Linked DNA regions of Hordeum vulgare: region 2 is linked to region 1. The links are chromatin contacts, called in public Hi-C maps. All regions are on one chromosome and are shown on one strand. The core of a region is the stretch at or near the end of the contact, and the rest is flanking DNA. Distances in the headings are between cores, read along the strand shown. Region 1 has its middle 18 kb from the start of LOC123445746. Region 2 has its middle 12 kb from the start of LOC123441247.

What was found. A called contact is a pair of places that touch in the nucleus more often than the background predicts.
Region 2: a contact with region 1 is called in a Hi-C map of seedling, with 3 times the contacts expected there. The contact joins two enhancer-like sites. A contact is called at or near these places in 2 of 6 Hi-C or Micro-C datasets (leaf and seedling).

The regions. Positions count from the first base shown.
Region 1 is chr3H:619,516,363-619,521,258 of MorexV3_pseudomolecules_assembly, forward strand. No RefSeq gene overlaps it. Among protein-coding and RNA genes, the nearest start is that of LOC123445746, 18 kb to the right of the region's middle. Within about 2 kb of position 1,924, at least 2 of the 3 cell types and tissues checked have open chromatin away from gene starts, as enhancers often do. A contact at or near this core is called in seedling, where this site is marked.
Region 2 is chr3H:619,872,438-619,877,983 of MorexV3_pseudomolecules_assembly, forward strand. No RefSeq gene overlaps it. Among protein-coding and RNA genes, the nearest start is that of LOC123441247, 12 kb to the left of the region's middle. Within about 2 kb of position 1,709, at least 1 of the 3 cell types and tissues checked has open chromatin away from gene starts, as enhancers often do. A contact at or near this core is called in seedling, where this site is marked.

The DNA of each region.
Region 1 (4,896 bases), core at 674-3,173:
TTTTATTATCTTACGTACTGGGTGAGGTCTATAATCATAATAAGATGAAGCCCGTAAAATTTAACAACACACACACGACCCGTACAAGGAATAGTCGTCTGCTCCCATGTCTTGGCTGGTTGCCTGATGGTTATCGCAGATAGCCCCAGGGTAGTTCAATTTGATGCAGGCTAGAATGCATTTATGTTGGGTGCATTCACCAATATCAATACGTTGGCATGGTCTCAGATCAGCACCTGAACCACACAATTTCCAAATGCACCCGAAAAATCATGTTAGTAAAGTGTTTCCATGATCCTAATTTACAATATGGAATTTCAGTACAACCATCTTAACTTACCGGAGGAAATGAGGAGCAGGGCCAAGGAGAAGGCAGCAAGCAAATGAGCGCTGTTGAACGCCATGACCAGTTGCTCGATCGAATGAAGTCGTTGGATGCGATGGGAGTGTGAGGAGGAGAACATGATGATTGAGTGATATTTATACAAGTAGTGGAACTCTTGTCCTCTTGGCCTTGCATTATTGTCCGAGAAGGATAAGTGAATCAAAATGTTGCATCTTGGTCAGAATTAATTGCGTTTATTAATGTAGATTAACATTTGTCTAATCTCTAACCGCAGATTGTGGCTTTTTGCAAAGGTCGCCAGTGTTCCCTCGTTAATTCCCGAAAGATGGATGTTCCTTCATGTTCGTCTCCCTTAGACTTGTAGTAATACTAGTAAATAAGTACATGTAATGCACATTGATATTATGCAAATTAATGTTTATCATTTGTCAGATTAACACAAACATTAATTATTTGGCATGTATTAATTGATTGACATGTTTTGATGCCCGGGATTAATTGAATGTGCCCCTTGGTTCTTTTTATATAGGTATAGATATAGGTGGAAATCAGTTATCGACTTATCGTTGATCAATTTGTACTCTTATTTCTACTCTAAAAGAAGAGTCGGTAGCACGATATCCAGCTTTATTTTCCCCTCACCTTTAATTTTTTTTCTCACCTATCATCCCCTTGCATTCGTTTATTTTCTCCTCATCTCCCAACATGCCACCCCACTGGATTTTTCTCCCGCCCATAAAAACCAGATCCCATTAAAAGGGGGGGGGGGCTCGTGTTTGAATACATTTGCAAAAATAATAGTGAATAATTCTGAAATTGAACCATATATGTGAGATAATCTAAATAAATGACAGCCACAAGATTTTTCTTAATATCATTCCAAAAATATGAAACATTCCTCAATAACAAATCGCTCATTGTGAGAATTATGCCATTTATTATTATTATCATTATGTGTACTATTATATGACAGTCACAAGTTTATTAATACAACAAATATAAACATCTTTTTTGTATCTTATCAAATCACATGTGTTTTCTTATCTTATCAAATCACCTATATCTCTACTATTAAAAGAGTTGTACGTAGGCCCATACGCATTGTTTATTTTTGCATATTGAACATATTATACTCATGCATATCGGCCTACATGGGAGTTGAAGGAAAAATTAATGTTTTTTGCCTTTGAATGTGTATATCTCCTATACTTTCTAACTATTGATTTCTACTACAAGTTCTCATCTTACCAAATTTACCTATATCACTTATATTTTCTTAATATTGATTTCTAGTACAGTTTTGCCGATGAATGCCCCGTCACCCTGTAGATGGACATATCTTTTTTGATGGTTTGTTGATTTCTTGATTCTGACGTATGTGAGTTTTTTTACTGCAATACGATGCTTGGGCCCAACACTAGCGAAGGACTGTCCACCGGTCCAGTTTTTTTAATACTAGGCATATCTATTTTTTTGGGGCCCCATAATCATGGGCCATGTGCGGGCTGCACAGATGGCACCGTTATGGATCCGACTCTGTTCTGGACTGGTACCTTGACTCTATTAACGGGCGAGGCATGATGGCATTGTGGAGACCACGTGACCTGGTAATCATGCACCATTCCAAGGCATGCTTCCTCACACACTTTGGCTAGCACGCAACGCCAAAGGTTATCATGTCAGGGCTTTTCGTTGTGGCGTTCCCATAGTGGGGTGACACCAAGTACCTGTTGGAACTAATCTTGTTATAGTGCTACATTTAGATTATTAGATCATGCTTATCAGTCATGCGTTCGTATTTGGTAGTCATAGTGTTTGTTAGCGGTATGTATAGCGTTCCATAGAATCCGAGCCACCAAGTCGTGTTGTAGATTCACATGGAGAAAGAAGCGGGCGTTGTAGTTGTGGCATGCGCAATGATCTTCTAGTTAGGCCCTGTTTGGAACCATAATGGATTATGATAATTTGGATTATAAAGATAGATTACATAATCTGGTTTATAAAAATAATCTAGGTGAACATGTTTGGAGGTCAGATTATATAAACTGTAATTCAAGTTTTACATTGCATAATGACCCGTCTGTCCTCTGTTTTTTTAAAAGAGGAGACTGACGGTGGTAGGAATGTAATTATCTCCAACTTTACAAGGGTCATGGGTCATTAGCAATCCATAATCTGATTTTAGCTGGTGTAGAGTAGATTATAAGTTTTTAATAATCTGTTCATCTAGTTTTTATAATCTACACTATAATCTATCCTATTTTGAAGACAGAATAGATTATAAAAACTGAATTATATAATGTGGGTGGTTCCAAACAGGGCCTAATAGTCACCACACCGACTTGGAAGTGATTCAAACGTCTACATGTAAAGCTAGCTAGCCAGTGGGGTAATAATAGGATCAAGCCGTTTGTGTGTAGCATGCACAAGTGTGCGTGCCTGTATGGTTGCATGCAAGGTAGTGGGTTAATGGGTTAAGTGGTTATGTGCTGCGTAACACTGGCTACTTAAGCCCTTGTATTTGCATTGTGTCATTTTAGATGAAGGAATACAGAAAAGTCAGAAGTGCGTGTGCCGGAAATGCTCTCTGTGTATGTGTTCTTCCACATTAATATAGTAAGCATATCACATTACTATACTATAAGGATATTAGCACATTAATTACTACACTAATCATATCATCACATTCTACACACTAAGCATATAATCGAATTACTACACTAAGCATGTCATCACATCAATATATCACATTACTAAAGCATATCAAATTACTATATTATAATCATATCATCACATTCTACACACTAAGCATATTATCGAATTACTACACTAAGCATATCATCACATCAATATATCACATTACTAAAGCATATCAAATTACTATATTATAAGCATATCATCACAAAAATATATTAAGCACATCACATTAACTCATCGTTTCGGCCATTTCTTGGCTTTTTTGTGGACTATAGCACACTGTTTTTGGGCCCGATGACGATTTCGATGGCCCGTGACCCCCGGTATATGGCTTTTTGGAAGTCGTCAAAACTCGTCGTTTCGGCCAATGCTGCCATTTTCGTTGGCTCACAGTGTTTTCGGGCCCGGGGACGATTTCGATTACCCATGACCACCGGTACACAACTATTTTGTCGTCATCAAAACTCGTTGTTTTAATCATTTCTAACAATTTTCGTGGGCCATAGCACACTGTTTTGTGACCCGGACACGATTTTGATGTGTTTTCGGGCCCGGGGACGATTTCGATTGCCCATGATCCCCGGTACACGGCTATTTCGTGGTCGTCAAAACTCGTTGTTTCGACCATTTATGACAATTTTCGTGGGCCATAGCAGACTGTTTTGGGACCCGGGCACGATTTCGATGTCCCGTGACCCCGGTACACTGCTATTTGGACGTCGTCAAAACTCATCGTTTCAGCCATTTATGGCCATTTTCGTGGGCTATAGCACATTGTTTTGTGCTCCGGCCACGATTCCGATGGCCCGTGACCCCGGGACACAGCTATTTGGACGTCTTCAAAACTCATGATTTCAGCCATTTATGGCCATTTTCGTAGGCTATAGCACACTGTTTTGTGCTCCGGTCACGATTTCAATAGCCCATGACCCCGATACACGGCGGGCACGCATCGATACCAACCAGCAGGTAGTCACGCGCTCAGACGGACTAGCTACTGTGCTACCCCCTCCGTCCGGGTTTATTAGGCCCCCTTATATTTTGGATCCAACTTTGACCACGTATTTGACTAAATAATATAGAACATGTTGCTACAAAAAGTATATTGATCGATTTGTATTTGAAAGAGGTTTTTCATGGTATATCATTATAAGAAAGAATTCATATTTTATAAATTTAAATCCATGATCAAACTTTGGCGCAAAATGAAGGAGGCCTAATAAACCGGGATGGAGGTAGTACATGCATCGTGTCGTGGCTACATGCATGCATGCTCGATCGAGACCATCGTGTAGTACTCCCTCCGTTCTTAAATACAAGTCTTTAAAAAGTTTCATTACTGGACTATATACGGATGTATATAGACATACTTTAGAGTGTAGATTCACCCATTTTGTTTCGTATGTAGACTACTAGTGAAATATCTTAAAAGACTTATATTTAGGAACGGAGGGAGTAGTAAATATATGTACAGCGTCAGCATGCATGGTCTCGATCGAGCCGAAACGTCACACTACGGGTACGTTGGTGTTTGTTTATCCACTACTTACGTGTTGGAGGCGGCGAAGTGTGCGTGCGAGCCCTGCTTGGCTCGGTCCTTTGTTGGTTCCTACGGACGCGAAACACGTCCTTTAATTCTCTTTCGAGAGCATAAATTAATCGACAATCACGGTTTGTACTTTCTTTGTAAACTAATATAAAAATATTTAGATCATTCTTATATTTCTTCCGTTTTAAAATAAGTATCGTTATTTCAATACAAAATTTATACTAATTTAATATAAAATTTGCGTCACTTATTTTATGACGGAGGAAGTAATAAATAAACTGCTGAAAGGTGATTTGACGTATTT
Region 2 (5,546 bases), core at 459-2,958, 360 kb after region 1:
AAAATTGAAGTCGATAGACATAGAGTACCGATACGGAGATGAGACGCACATAGATACACTTCTATCAGAGATATCCAAGGGCATGCCGCCGACACAGTGGCAGCAGGTCAAGACGAAGAGCGTAATGATTTGGAGGACTAGGGAGAACTCTGTGCTATCAGAAGATCAAACAGCTTGAGGATATTAAACCCAGGGATACGAGATAGGTCTATCTGTAACAAGAGTATGTCCTTTTTGCATTTGAAATGTTTTCTTACAATGTGGAGTTTAGATTTACCGGAACAACCATACATCCCTGCAATGACATGTTTACATTCTTTTGCATCTCATATATATATTCCTCTTTGATTCTTATAATATGAATAGGTAAAACACGGGATTGCAATGGCGTGCCATTGAGATGATCAAATCTAACAAGATTACGTTTGTAACCAAGTTTGCCCAATTAGACCATGGACAAAAAAACATAGTACTCCTTGCAAGAGATTTATATTTGTAGAAATTTCCGACGAAACATAGTATTGGAAAATTGACGAAGATAGTAGGAAGCGATCTTTGGAACATAGGAGTACATGTAGAGGGACATTTAAATGGAAGATATGTAGTTAATATCAAAGTTTTTTATGTCGGGAAAGAATTTAGATAAGTCCAAGGCTCTCAAAGAATGATAATCTGGACTTAGCATATTTAGTATGTGTTGCATTCACGGACTCTGACAAGTATCAGTGCGATCTACTACTTCCCACGGGCTTTGGAATTGCCCAATGTGTAGTTTCTTATTGCCCAATGTGTAGTTTCTTATTTCCTATGCAGAACATGTGTGATGCAGCGGATTTTTTTCATGAAATAGCCACATTTTACCGCTTCACCGATATAGACTATCACCCTCAATTGAAATAGTTAGATATCGAGTACCGATAGGAAGACAAGACACACATGGATACTATTCTATTAGAGATCACCAATGGCCATGATCATATTTTGTTGCATCACCTAGATACAATATCATTCTCAATTTCATGAAATCATGAATAAATTGGAAAATCATGAACATTTTTTTAAACACCTGACCATATTTAAAAACATGAACGTTTTTCAAATACATGAAGACTTCTAAAATATTCAAACATTTTCTAGAATTAGGAATTGTTTTTGCATTCATGAAGATGTAATATTATTTGCATACATTTTTAAATAATTATGAACGTTTTTTACACAAATTTATGAATTGGTGAATATTTCTAGAATCGACGAAGATTTTTTGAAAATTGGTGGAACAATTTTTGAAATTCCCGAACATTTTTTGAAATGCATGAACATTATTTGTTCAATTCATTAACATTAATTAGTAGAAAATCTTGAATTTTGTTTTATTTAGTGAGTATTTTCTTTCGAAATTTTGAACATTGTTTACATAAACTTACAAAATCAGGAACATCTTTTCAATCCACAAATATAATAATATTTAGTAATTTTATATTTAATAATTATAATTTATTTATTCGGCAGGTGTTTTTTCTGTATGTATTCGGCAGTTGTTTAAAGTTTCAAATTATTTAAATTAGGAAAAATGAAAAAAAAAATAGGTCACCAAGACATGGGCCTTCCCAAAAGGCACACTGCTTTTTTCCTACGGCCTATAGCACAGTATATGATGTCCCTAGTGCATGGGCCGGCCAAGGGGTATGATGTCCCTGTGCAAAGCGTATTTTTCACAATTTTATATGATATTGGTGGGGTAATATTTTGCAACAATGGGGCAATTTTGGTGACATACAATCAGAAGCAATAGTGCCATTATTATTATAGGTATATATATAGGGAGGTGCAGTCCCTAGGTATCGCGAAGTCCGAGCTCGCTGAAAACAAAACTCGATACTCTCTTTCCCTTTATGGCGTACAGATTCTTTGCTAAACCGGAGTCCGCAACGATGCAGTCCAAGACCGCTCCGTTCGTCGAGAGGTCTACCCACCATGACGGACAAGCCCTCATCAAACTCGATATCCAGTCCACGGAGTCCCCGACGTACGTCCCGTGTCTAGGCGAACACTCGATCGATCGTCCCGTGTCCCGTGTCTAGCCCTCATCAAACTGTCACGCCTTCCCGTTGCAACAGCCCAGGAGAGACGTACGCCCTTTAATTAAGACACTACTACCTCTACATGAGGCGGCGTCCGCATCCTTTGTCTAATGGAAGACACTACTAACTCATGTCTAGGCGTCCTTTGTCTAATTAGGCGGCGAACACTCGATCGGCATCCTTTGTCTAGGCGTCCTTTAATTAAGACACTACTAACTCATCAGACGAGGCGCCAACCACCCCAATATGAGTGTGCGTCATTTTTTTTACACCGACAATACATGCCAGTTTCAACAAACAATTACTACCGCAAGGCATAACCCCTTGCATATTCCGACCAAGCTATTTGTCATCGACAAGTCCAAGACGAGCGCTAGCCATGCTACTCCTACGTACATCAGCTACGGCGAGGTTTGGAGCGGCCACCGGAAAGGTCATGCTACATACGACGTGTGTATCGACGAGGACACAGACTCTGCCGCCGCCCACACACACCACTATCATCATGCAGGGAGACGCAAAGCCAAGACGACAAAGATGACTGACTACACGGCTAATCAGAGGTATCTCGCGGAGTAACCTGCGGGAGTAATTAGCAGGGAGGCTTTCGAAGCCCTGGAAACCAAAACACCGCAATTACTATAGTTAGGTTGGTCGCGCTAGTAGACATGGAGCACATTTTTTATGAGATCTTGTAATTTCAAAGAAATCAATGAAATACTTGTTTCCCGAAACATATTTCTTTGTGTACTATGGTACAGTGACACGTCCGCTTAATTTTCCTTTCCTTTTTCGACGCATTGAGAGAAATAAAACTTCTCCATTTCTTTTCTCATGAAGCAAATCTGATTTTTCTCGTGTCAAACACCTGATCAGCACCCCAACAACAAATTCTATTTGATCCACACGACAAGCACATTCTGCTATGGCCCGTTGTTCAATCTTTCTGTGTTACCGTTAAGACTTTTCTAATAGGCAACACACTTTTCTAATAGGATGATCTCTTTTTTAAGCCAAGTTAAGACTTTCTAATAGGCAACATACCTTTTCAAATATTTTGGACTTTTTTAGTGTTGGATGAACATTTTTTACATTTGTATAGGTTACACTTTTTTAGTGTTACATTTTTACCACACGAGTGCAATCATCATTCGAGACGAATTGAACGAAAAAATGGAATGGTGGGCAAGTGACCTCCACCTTGGTTGTCGTCCGTGGGACAACACAGTGAGACTCCATCGCCGCCGCTAGTGCCTCCAGCGTCACCATGCTCTGTGGCTGTCCAATGATGGTGGCGTGCAGGACACGGCCATAGAAATCTCGCTCGAGCACCGCCATGCCAGCAGTGCCAGCGATGACAACCCGCCCGCGCTCTGGGCGCATCTCCGGCTCGCCCCGCTGCCACACCTCTTGAGGAAAGATATGCGAGTCCGGGATGCGAGGCCACTGACTACCCAGTGCCACGCTCCCCTCGCTGCCGCCCTCACATGCCACGATGATGGCAGCACCACGGCTACTTCCGGTGAGGGAGTAGGAACAACTCCAGCCAGAAGGAACGCCACCGCCGCTCGAGATCTGGCTGCCGCCGCCGCCCATCTGTCGCTCCGAAATCGTCGCCGGAAGGTGTGAGAGGAGAGGAGAGCAGAGCTACGATTCGGTTTGGTTTCGGTTTGGGATCTAGGGTCCGATTCGGGTATAAAACTGATGATTTTGCAATACGGCTCTCAAACAATATTGTTACGGGCTTTTTTGCAAAGTATAATTCATCAGCGACGCCACTTACGCCGCACGTGACCTCAAATCAGAGAAAATCGGGCTCCCGACCGGTTTAGTTGTGGCCCGTGACTTGATTGCACCCGCAACGCAAGTTCTGTGACGGATTTTTTTTCCGGTTTTTAAGTTGTGTGACTTAGTTGCATCCACAGTACACGTTCTTAGACCCCCGGTGAGGGAGGAGTATCACAGCATGTAGGAGCATTAGTGACACACACTCGTATGGTGCATGAGAATGTCATGTTATCTATGTTGCCTGGATAGCTCGCTCAATATTCTGTAGCAGTAAGAGTGGTTCCCAACATCAAAGCCTAAAATTATTTGTGAAATTCTCTGCACTTTCACTCGACAGACACACATTCAACCGTTGTCAAGAAAGAAAAGATCACCGGAAGATCATTGCAGGTGCTTGTGAGTACACGCTTTATTATCCTCTTAGGTACTACTCCATCCGTTTCTAAATATAAGTCTTTTAAGAGATTTCACTAGGGGTCTACATGATAAGCAAAATGAATGAATATACACTCTAAAGTATGTCTATATACATCCGTATATAGTCTATTAGTGAAACCTCTAAAAAGACTTATATTTAGGAACGGAGGGAGTACTTCATTGCAGGTGCAACTCCTGCCAGCACAATTATACCTCATTTTCTTCTTCTTTTGGTAGCGCGAACCCAAGCCGCAGTCGCCAGTTGTGTGAAACTTGAAGAAATAGATGATTCGGCGCATCATAACCTGATGGCCTTGGCAGTATATTTATATACGGATGGCAAAGCAATATACAAGGTTGTTACAATGATAGCTATCCTAACTACCATATCTCAACTAACTCTCGTGTTTAACATTCCTCCTCAATCTTAACTTCCATGAAGATTAAGATTGAACCTATTAGACACGAATGGAGATTCAGCCAATGGTTTGGTGAAGATATCTGCAACCTGTTCTTTTGAGGAGATAAAACGTATTTCCAATGCCTTAGCTGCAACCCTCTCTCGAACAAAATGGAAATCCACTTCTATGTGCTTTGTTCTTGCATGATAGACGGGATTGGCGCATAGATAGGTAGCTCCCAAGTTGTCACACCACAAGACCGGCGATCTTGGCATGAAAACGCCCAATTCTCCAAGAACAGACTGTATCCAGATCACTTCAGTTGTTCCATTGGCAAGAGCCTTGTACTCAGACTCTGTGCTGGACCTTGATACGGTGGCTTGCTTCCTTGAGCTCCATGACACAAGATTGGGACCAAGGAAAACAGCAAATCCTCCTGTAGATCGACGATCATCACTACACCCAGCCCAATCTGCATCTGAGAAACAACTGAGGAGCATAGAGGGAGATTTGCGTATGGACAGCCCCATATCACAGGTGTATTTCAAGTATCTCAAGATACGTTTGGCTGCAGAGAAGTGAACCGTAGTTGGCGCATGCAAGAATTGACATACCCGAAAATAGTTCATACAAGGTGCTAATTTGCAAAAAGCCACCTAGTTCATACAAGAATTGACTACGTAAGAAAAAAGACACCTAGTTCATACAAGGTGCTAATTTGCAATAGGATCTTATATAAGCCACCTAGTTCATTTTCAATACAGACGAAAATAGGCACGGTAGGAACAGTTTATTTGGAGCGAGCTGAAAGCTGAAGTTAGGGTGCATAAGAATCTTACTACGTAAGCAAAAAGCCACC